Linked DNA regions of Pan troglodytes: region 1 is linked to region 2. A link is a contact called in public capture Hi-C data. All regions are on one chromosome and are shown on one strand. The core of a region is the stretch at or near the end of the contact, and the rest is flanking DNA. Distances in the headings are between cores, read along the strand shown.

Region 1 (5,305 bases), core at 2,198-4,697, 220 kb after region 2:
ACTTGGAAGATTCAAATAAACATACTGTGGTTACCAAGCATATTTGGCCATAGAACATTTAGAAATAATTCTGTTACATGACTAGTATTTTGAAGAATGCATTTCAAATACTACGACAGAAAAGAAATGTAATTGCCTTCCTTCTTCCTACCACACTGTAGGCTTGGCTGAGAATACATGATTCAGGATCTTGGTATGATCCTGGAGTTGGTGTAATGCAAGAGAGTGACCCTGGAATACAGTGAGAGTCATGTAAGTTGCAATTGAAAAATTAAATTCCTTTTTGTGTATGCCTTGGGTTGTAAACCCCTAAAATGTAGGGTAGTTTTGTTTTTTATTGTTGTTGTCTTGGTTTTGGTTTTGATAGTTAGGATACTGAGCATTCTTGATATCACATTTCCAATTTTAAACATTCTTACAATTATGTGTAAATGCGGAGAACTTAGACATTAGTCAGAATTTGGTACAATATACAGTAGCCAATTATCACAGGAACTGAAAACATTGGCAGATAAGGCTGTGGTCTAGGAGATAAAATGCAGCCCACACTAGCGAGCATCAGTATTCAAGCCAACTCTTAAATTAACCAAATGCAGCCTAACACCTTCATATCACACATTTCTTTTTTCCTCTCACTGTTATCACTGAAATCATAAGTTAGATGCACAGGAAATAATTCTTTCACTGAATAATGAAAACGTTGGGATACAGAATACCAATGAAGGAAATGAACAAATGCTGCTCTCACCAGGCCTCATGTCTGCAGCACTGGGACTCAGCACGCCCTCTTCAAAGGGGATGTCCATTCCTACATCCTCTGACAGTAGTCTGCAAAAAAAGCAAAGCAAAGCGCGTCAACAACAACTGTGTAAGACTTCATTTCTTTTGAAAAGGAAACCCACAGAGTCCAGGATAACATTTTCAACTCACTTAAAATAAACCATGTATGGGGACTGAATCCACTGTAAGTGGTCCCAAATTAAAGACTTTCTGCAGTTATGGTAAATGAGAACAATGGACACCAATTTCACTTGCTTACATCAAGTCACTTCTGCTAGCTCACTTAATAAACACACACCAAGTGGGAAACTCAGAAATAGGAAATGCAAACAACTAATAAAATATACTTCAGGGACATTTAATATATATATATTTTTAACAACAGGGTCAATATATGTGCTTTGTACACATCTCTTACTCTGTAAATTTGAGTATTTTAATTAAATTCCCATGGACAGAGGGAGAGCATATTCTGTTGATCTCAGTTTTCATTTGTAAACTAGGGATATACACCTACTTCACCACGTTGTTTAAAGATTGAGCTACAAAAGTAAAGTGCCTAACACTCCTGAGCAGGCATAGACTGATGTTATTTTTCTTCCTTTTTTGAATATTTAAAGAGTCACTGTGAATATATGTTGGTGAAGATGGCTCTGGTCATGACTTCCCACCTCTTGTTTCTAATCAGTGCTGAGCCCACAACCATCTGTATTAGCACATTTGGTAAGAAGTGTAGGGAAACAGGAAATACCAAAGGCAATTGTGACGAATCTATATGTTCTTCTAAGAAGCTGACCACTGTTCCTGATAAATTTCTCTTGATTTATTTTCATCCCTGGACCTTTGTTCAGTAAGACCCCATTTACCATAATATATATTTCTTCTCTGTGAGTTTCACGTAATTTCATTCACCTAGGGTGAATCCTTATGATGTGGGCACTAACCTAATTTTAAACATGATAAACCTTTATGTTAAAGTTCTTAATTTAGTCCCCTTCTGCCTCTCTTACTGTACTTTGCACTATGTAACGCTGGATCTACCAAACCTTTGGAGTTTAATCTGCTTCTCCAGGATGCAAGTCAAATCCCCTACTGTCAATAAAGCACTATGATGAAAGAAAATAATCTGCACCCTTAGTGATTATTGCATTTGCTTCATTTATTCAACAAATATCTATTAAGTGTCTACTATGTGCCGAGGATATAGAGGAACAAAACAGACCCGTCTCATTCTCGTGGTGGAGTTGGGATGGTGGAGCTAATACAATGACCCCTACCTTCAAGAACTCAGTGCTGCTCCCCTGGATAGAGGTAAGTGCCTGTGTACTTACCTACCAACTCCTGAGACCCCTTCAAAAGCTCAGCATCAGGGAGTTTCTTTGTCCACATTCTTCCTGTGGCTTTGACCCTGTGTGTTCTCTAAAACTAGACCTGTGCCCTGGTAGCAAAGGGGCATGCAAGAGGTTGGCATGTAAGACAGACAATAATGTATCAGCAGGAACAAGATAACCTGTGCCAAACAGAGATACACTATGATAGGTGGAATCAAACCACGTTATTCAGCAACAAAGATTGGGGAGGTATGCAAAGAGAAGATCTGCACCAGGCCCCAGTTTTGAAAGTCCTAGGACCTAGAGGGACAGATGTCTGGGTATCCCATGATCCTGCAGTTTTTGGAATTCCTTACAATGATCTTTGTCATTTTGTGTGTTCTCCTTGACATCAAACTTCTCGTACCTGTCAAGTAGCAAAATGCTGCTATTAAGAGCCACTGGATTTAAATCTTAGTTCTACCACTTACTGTGTTGGATTGAATTATTGAGCCTGAAATATTCTAAAGGCACATGTACATTATTTTTCTAGTTATCTGCCTAAGAGTCAACCTTGAACAAAAATAAAGGCATCAGATTTCTATCTGCCTGACAGAGCACACAGGATGTGGGCCTTGGCATCAAAATAAATATGACGGTTTTAAAATAGATAGGATCAGCTTAAGTTTAATAGATTTTTTTAAACAATTGTGAATTATGGGCAACATCATGGAATAGCTGCAGCAGTCCTGCCTGGATATGAGGTTTTAGTTCTGAGTTATAGTTCTGCTGCCAGTATCAACAAGCTGATTAACTCTGAGAAGATTAGTTGACCATTTCTGTGATTTTAAAAGGGGATAATACCCAACATCACAGTGACTGTGGAGAATAAATATAATACAAATAAAAGTACTCTGTAAGTCATAAAGCACTGAGTTTAAGGTATTACATACCCTCCACTTAAAACATAGTACAGGAGCAGTGGTTTAATTAAAGTATGTGTCATGGTTGGACAAATCATAATTAAGGTCACTATAATTTGGGCATTAGTCCAGGTAAAAGATAATCTTACTACTGCACAAATCTCCACAGAGCCTAGAAATGCTCCTCAACTCAGTGATGTTAGAAAATAGAGCCTTTGCCTCTAAGTGCTCCTTTTCAACACAAAGCAGAGACCCTATGAAGAAGGCACAGATTTCTTCCCCCTGTGTTAGCATGCACTGGGGGAAGAAAAATGCTGAAGGCTGTGATCAGCGGATGACCCAAGGAGAGAGATTCACACAAACCCATGGGTATTAAAGAAGGCTAGGCCGGGTGCAGTGGCTCACGCCTATAATCCCAGCACTTTGGGAGGCTGAGGCGGGCGGGTCACCTGATATTGGGAGTTCAAGAACACCCTGACCAAGATGGAGAAACCCCATCTCTACTAAAAATACAAAATTAGCTGGGTGTGGTGGCGCATGCCTGTAATCCCAGCTACTCGGGAGGCTGAGGCAGGAGAATTGCTTAAACCTGGGAGGCAGAGGTTGTGGTGAGCTGAGATGGTGCCATTGCACTCCAGCCTGGGCAAAAAGAACAAAACTCCGTCCCACTCCCCCCCAAAAAGAAGGCTATAGGGACATGTTAGAAAACCCCTGGGACAGAGGGAAAGCTGAGCCAGAATAGCCTAGAAGCAAATCTAAGAGAAACCCAAGTCACGCTCTTTGTAAATACTTCAACCACATTCAGACATTAAGCCCATAAACATTTGCAGAAATGAAGTGGCCAAACAGCAGTTGTTGATTAAGCAGGACAGCAGTTTTATGATCAGTAACTGAAGCCTCTCAAGATCTGTTAGGTAACAAACCAGTCCAGTGTAAAGGTCTGTATTTTACTTTATCTATCTGTAGCCTCTACTTAATTTTGAGTTTCTTTATACAGAATGGAGCTAACCAAGAGGTTGAGGGAGTTGTAAACACAAGTCAGGCTGTACTATGGCTGAAACAGCTACATGTCTCCATCTAGAGGATGTATTAAAACTGATTCATGGTTTCTTTGCTGGATGGTAATGTGACATTAACACCATGTGTGTTAGAAGATCAATGTATTATGACATATTGATCTTCACCAAGTATTTCTGGCTCTCTGCCTTTTGAGTGCATGGTAGTATTGCACTTTCCTGTCCCCTTTGAAGTTAGGGTGGCCACATGACTTGCTTTGGCTAATGAAGAAAGAGTGGAAGGGAGAGATGTCGCTTCTGAGCAGAAGGCTTAGGAGCAAGCGTGTGAGGAGCCACATCCTCTTCCCACATAGGTGGCTGTGGAGGGGCTCGGCCAGGCTGTGTCCCGAGTGCCTCTGATGAGCAGAGGCCTCGATGAAAGCTTGCTGGAAATGTAAACAAGAAATGAACTTTTGTTGTGTTTTGCCCTGAGATATTGTAGTTATTTGTTACCACATTACGATCTAGCCCATTCTTACTATATAGCTGGCCTTTATTGTTTCAAAGGGAATATTTGACTTATGCTATGCTCAAAAATTTATTTCCTGATTTGGGTAACCAATTTTCCACATTCTTAGCCCAGATTCATATTGACAGTAAATATCTTTACGTCTGGATTGCTAAAGCGTCAAAGCATATAGGAACAAAAAGCTTGAAAAGACACTGAATGCTTTTAAATATTCTATAAGATTGAGTATTAATATATCACCTTTAGGGTTTTTGTCATAGCCTTTTATCACTTGCCAATTTACTTAACATTTTCTTTAGATTGACTTATTTTATTAAGGTTATTTTGAGAGGAATGTTTGTATCACTAATGTACAGGTTGAGTATCCCTTATCCAAAATGCTTGGGACCAGAAGTATTTAAACCTTCCGACTTTTTTGGATTTTGGAATATTTGCATTATATACTACAAGTTGAGAATCCCTACTCTGACAATCTGAAATCTGAAATGCTCCAATGAGCATTTCCTCTGAGTGTTGTGTCAGCACTGAAGAACATGAATTTTGGAGCATTTTAGATTTCAGACTAGGGATACTCAACCATTATATGTAAACTTAAATCACTCACGTAAAATAAATGGTGAGTGATTTAAGTTACATAAAATAAATAACATATATAGAAAAAATTAAATATAATAAAAATAAAATAATACTATTAAATTTAAGTTAGAAACCCCTGGAATCTCACTCAGAGGTTTTTCCTCTTTGCTAAAAGAGAGATGTTAGGAAGTG
Region 2 (5,255 bases), core at 1,487-3,986:
CTCAGCCTCCCTTGTAGCTTGGATTACAGGTGCGTGGCACCATGCCAGGCTAATTTTGGTATTTCTAGTAGAGATGGGGCTTCGCCATGTTGGCCAGGCTGGTCTCAAACTCCTGACCTCAGGTGATCTGCCCAACTTGGCCTCCCAAAGTGCTGGGATTACAGGCGTGAGCCACCGTGCCTGGCCTCATTTGTGTTTTTAAAAAGGAAAAGAAAAAATGAAAAAAAAATTTTGTCTGCATTTCCTTAGTAGAGATGGAGGTAAATCGGTTGTTGGTAAAAGCTGTGTGCGTCTTTCTTCAGATTGTGACTCATATTCTTATGGCTCTCTCCTCTTTGAATTCTTTGAAAACAGTGCTCTCCTTGCACTAATATGAATGCAATAGTGAGGAATATAAAATTTATTCAAGATTTTAGAAGGAAGCTAGAAGAGAGAAGTTGTACCGCATGATATCAAGATTGCACTTAAAAATAAACCAAGGCTGGGCGCATTGGCTCATGCCTGTAATCCTAGCACTTTGGGAGGCTGAGGTGGGCAGATCACCTGAGGTCAGGAGATCAAGACCATCCTGGCCAACATGGTGAAACCCTGTCTCTACTAAAAATACAAAAAATTAGCTGGGCTTGGTGGCGGGCACCTGTAATCCCAGTTACTTGGGAGGCTGAGGCAGGAGAATTGCTTGAACCTGGGAGGCGGAGGTTGCAGTGAGCCGAGATCCCACCATTGCACTCCAGCCTGGGCAAGAGCGAAATTCCGTCTCAAAAATTAAAAAAATAATAATAAATGAATAAACTAACAAACCTTTTGAGGTATCTCATGTCCCAAATCTCTCTTCTTGGCTCAGCATCTCTTCCTGCTCCTGACCCACATCACCTTCTCTCTGAATTTTCTTCTAAGAGCAGTTCAGTTCAATACCCACATGACTTTCAAAAGTCTTAACCTCACCTACTAGTTAATATAATCTTCAAGGAAGTTAAAGGAATTAAATTGAAGACTTTGTTTGCCTTGTGAACAAAAAATTCCCCAGTTGCCAAGTTTCACTAAAGCTGTGATGAATGAAGGTGACATCAATCTACATTTCCCTGATTTATGTTTGCTCCACAGGCGAGGAGGAAACCTGGGTTACAGTGGTACCATGTTTCCAGTGTGTCCTCATCAGATTCCGGTCCTTTTCACTATGATGTTGCAACCTGTGTGTCCCCCTGCCCTGTGTGGGGCTGAGGTCCTGCACCCACCTGTCCTGTCTCCTTCCTGATGGTTGCTAGGACCAAAACCCAGAGGGGAGAATGAGCTGCACTCACAGGGGATGACTTGGGGACTGGGTCCAGAAAGTGGCTCATCCACAAGAGCTTGTTTAGAGCTACCTAAGAGGAGTCTTCCCGGGTCCCAGACTTGGTTGCACATTAGAATCAGCTGGGGAGCTTTTAAAAATGCCTATGCCTGCCGGGTGCAGTGACTCATGCCTGTAATCCCAGCACTTTGGGAGGTTGAGGCGGGTGGATCACAAAGTCAGGAGATCAAGACCAGCCTGACCAACATGGTGAAACCCCATCTCTACTAAAAATACAAAAATTAGCTGGGCATGGTGGTGCATGCCTGTAATCCCAGCTACTGAGGAGGCTGAGGTAGGAAAAATTGCTTGAACCCGGGAGGCGGAGATTGCAGTGAGCCAAGATCACACCACTGCACTCCAGCCTGGGCAACAAAGAGAGACTCCATCTCGAAAAAAAAAAAAAAAAAAAGCCTATGCCTAGGTCACATTCCATAGCAATCACATCAGAATCCTTGGTGCAGGACCTAGGCATCAGGATTTTTGTTGTTGTTTGAGACGAAGTCTTGCTCTGTCACCCAGGCTGGAGTGCAGTGGCGCGATCTCAGCTCACTGCAACCTCCGCCTCCCGGCCTCAAGCAATTCTCCTGCCTCAGCCTCCAGAGTAGCTGAGACTACAGGTGCCCACCATCATGCCCGGCTAATTTTTTTATTTTTAGTAGAGACGGGGTTTTACCATGTTGGCCAGGCTGGTCTCAAACTCCTGACTTCAGGTGATCTGCCTGCCTTGGCCTCTCAAAGTGCTGGGATTACAGGCATGAGCCACCACCACTCTCAGCCAGCATCAGGATTTGTTAAGGTTCCATAAGTAATTCCAATGGGTAGCAATGGTGAGAACCATCAGACTAGATGATGTACAAAAAGTCCACATTATAACAATTTTGTTCAAAACACTTCACATAATTAAATGGGCTATATTTTCATCATAGTATCTGTTTCGTATGTGGGAAATTTGAGACACAAAGAAAGTGTGAGTCATACCAGACAGACCATAGGTGAACTGTTAAGGAGGGAGAAGCCGCAGTGTCACCTTCCACAGTCCTGCTCCCATTAAGGCCTATGAAGTGGAAAATGCAGTATTATTCTTTGAGGTTTCCTGGGACCAGAAAAGGTCAGAGACTCTTAATGGGTAATGCAGACAACTGGAATGCAATCATCAGGTATTCATTTCTGTTTTAAGGTTTTACGTCTGAGAAACCTGAAACCTGAAGAAGTAAAGCAATCATGATTTTTTAAAAACTTAATAATATGGTTTTGGATTTAAAAAGAAAGACTGACTCAGAGCTGGGGAAAACACTCACTTGTGATACGGATCAACGTGAAAACAGCTTAACTCTGTTCCATGGCAATTCGCACAGTGTGACTCAGAGACACCTCTCTTCACCAGCTCTGGCTCAGGGGATGTGAAGGCAGAAGCAGAGGTCACAGTGACTTCATCTGAGAAGGACTTAACTGACCATTGCTGGTTTTGAAGCCGGAGGAAGGCCCACAGTCAATGAATGAGAGTGGCTTCGAGAAGCTAGAAATGGCAAGGAAATAGATTTTCCTCTAAAGCTCCCAGAAAGAAACACGGTTCTGCTGACACCTCGATTTTAGGCCAGTGAGACCTGCTTCAGACTTCTGACCTACAGAACGGTAAGAAAATAAATTTGTGTTGCTTATAGCCATGCTGTGTGTGGTAGTTTGTTACAGCAGCAATAAGAAACTAACACAGTTGTGACCAGGCGCCATGGCTCATGCCTGTAATCCAAGCACTTTGGGAGGCTGAGGTGGGCGGATCACTTGAGGTCAGGAGTTCGAGACCAGCCTGGCCAACATGGCAAAACCCTGTCTCTACTAAAAATACAAAAATTAGCTGGGCTTGGTGGTAGGCGTCTGTAATCCCAGCTACTTGGGAGGCTGAGGCAGGAGAACCACTTGAACCTGTGAGGCAGAGGTTGCAGTGAGCCAAGATCATGCCACTGCACTCCAGCCTGGGCGACAGAGTGAGACTCCATCTCAAAAAAGAAAGAAAGAAACTAACACAGTGGTTTTATCTGATTATCCGATTATCAGAAGTAGTAAGAGAAATGTGAAAATGGTTCTTAAGTTACAAAGTACCATATGAAGATAAAGTATTCATTCATTTATTCTCTTATTTATTCATCAAATATTATTGAGCTCCTCCTACTTTGAGCCAAGCACTTTTACAGATGTTGGGAATATACTAAAGCCAAAATGGATTTAAAACAAAACAAACACTGGCCAGGCTCAGTGGCTCATGCCTGTAATCCCAGGCTGTATGTGGGGCATGAGAGGAAGCAGGAGATGTCAGGTGAGATACAGCAGTAGCATGGCCCAAGGTGGTAGCAATGGAGATGGGTAAAAGGGATCCTAATCTGGATATATTTTGAAATAGAGGCCAGGTTCAATGGCTCATGCCTGTAACCCCAGCAATTTGGGAGGCCAAGGTAGGCGGATCACTTGAGCTCAGGAGTTCGAGATGAGCCTGGCCAACATGGTGAAACCCCGCCTGTGAAGACCAGCTCGGTTGGGGAGACCCTAACCCAGTGGTGCTAGAGGAATTAAAGACACACACACAGAAATATAAAGGTGTGAAGTTGGATATCAGGGGTCTCACAGCCTTCAGAGCTGAGAGCCCTGAACAGAGATTTACCCACGTATTTATTAACAGCAAGCCAGTCATTAGCATTGTTTCTATAGATATTAAATTAACTAAAAGTATCCCTTATGGGAAACGAAGTGATGGGCCGAATTAAAGGAATAGGTTGGGCTAGTTAACTGCAGCAGGAGCATGTCCTTAAGGCACAGATTGCTCATGCTATTGTTTGTGGCTTAAGAATGCCTTTAAGCGGTTTTCCACCCTGGGTGGACCAGGTGTTCCTTGCCCTCATTCCAGTAAACCCACAACCTTCCAGCATGGCTGTTATGGCCATCATGAACATGTCACAGTGCTGCAGAGATTTTGTTTATGGCCAGTTTTGGGGCCAGTTTATGGCCAGATTTTGGGGGATTTGTTCCCAACATCCGTCTCTACTAAAGATACAAAAGCTAGCCAGGTGTGGTGGTGCATGCCTATAGTCCCAGCTACTTGGGAGGCTGAAGCAGGAGAATCGCTTGAACCTGGGAGGCAGAGGTTTCAGTGAACCACTGCACTCCAGCCTGGGCAACAGAGTGAGACTCTGTCGAAAGAAAGAAAGAAAGAAAGAAAGAAAGGAAGGAAGGAAGGAAGGAAGGAAGGAAGGAAAAAGAAAAGAAAGAAAGAAAAGCCAAAAGCATTTGTTGAATTGGGTGTGTGCTTTGTGAGAAAGAGAGGCAAGACAGATGACTCCAGGAGTGTTTGGCCTGAGCAACTAGATGGAGTTGTCAATGAGTAAGTCCGGGAGAAAAGTGGGAGAAGCAGGCTCCGGGAGAAGAAGATAAGGAGCTGCGTATTGGACATGTTTGTTTGAAATGCCAATTTTACCTGTAAAGGGAGATGTTTACTAAGCAGTTGGAAATATGAGTCTGGAGTTCTGAGGACAGGTCCAGACTAGAGATAGAAATCAGAGCGATGTCGAGGTTAAATCTAGATGTACTTAACAGCATGAGGTTGGATGAGGCCATACAGAAGGGCTGTAGAGAAAAAAGAAGAGATCTGAGGCCTGGTCATGAAGCTCTGCAGGGTTAAGAGGCCTGGGGGAAGAGGAGGAAACTGAAGGCTGACAAAGAGTGATGAGAACAAAACCATGAGGATTAAGAGTCCAGGTGAGGAAAAAGGGTTTCAAGGTCAAGGAGTGATGATTTGTCTGAAATGCTGCTGAGAGTACAGGTAAAACAAGTTTGGATAAATGTCTGCTGGATTTAGAACCACAGAGCTGAAATGGACAGGGGCAGTTTCCCTAGAGGCACGGGACTAAGCACCTGATTAGAGAGGGTTTAATAT

The links. Capture Hi-C pulls out chosen DNA fragments and counts their contacts.
Region 1: a capture Hi-C map of stem cell-derived neural stem cells shows a contact between it and region 2, with 3 times the contacts expected there. The contact joins two enhancer-like sites. A contact is called at or near these places in 5 of 7 Hi-C or Micro-C datasets (blood, induced pluripotent stem cells, a lymphoblastoid cell line and 1 more), 1 of 1 datasets of contacts at active chromatin or transcription factors (stem cell-derived excitatory neurons) and 1 of 1 other capture datasets (stem cell-derived neural stem cells).

Annotation. Positions count from the first base shown.
Region 1 is chr11:67,142,979-67,148,283 of NHGRI_mPanTro3-v2.0_pri, forward strand. It overlaps PRUNE2 (prune homolog 2 with BCH domain), which reads right to left. Exons shown (of 17, transcript XM_063787780.1): 10 at 749-828. It overlaps LOC107976683 (a long non-coding RNA gene), which reads left to right. Exons shown (of 9, transcript XR_010148687.1): 7 at 162-252; 8 at 1,963-2,091. Among named protein-coding and RNA genes, the nearest start is that of GCNT1, 180 kb to the left of the region's middle. Within about 2 kb of position 3,448, at least 1 of the 24 cell types and tissues checked has an H3K27ac peak or open chromatin away from gene starts, as enhancers often do. A contact at or near this core is called in stem cell-derived neural stem cells, where this site is marked.
Region 2 is chr11:66,926,970-66,932,224 of NHGRI_mPanTro3-v2.0_pri, forward strand. It overlaps a transcript of GCNT1 not described here. Among named protein-coding and RNA genes, the nearest start is that of GCNT1, 38 kb to the right of the region's middle. Within about 2 kb of position 2,737, at least 1 of the 24 cell types and tissues checked has an H3K27ac peak or open chromatin away from gene starts, as enhancers often do. A contact at or near this core is called in stem cell-derived neural stem cells, where this site is marked.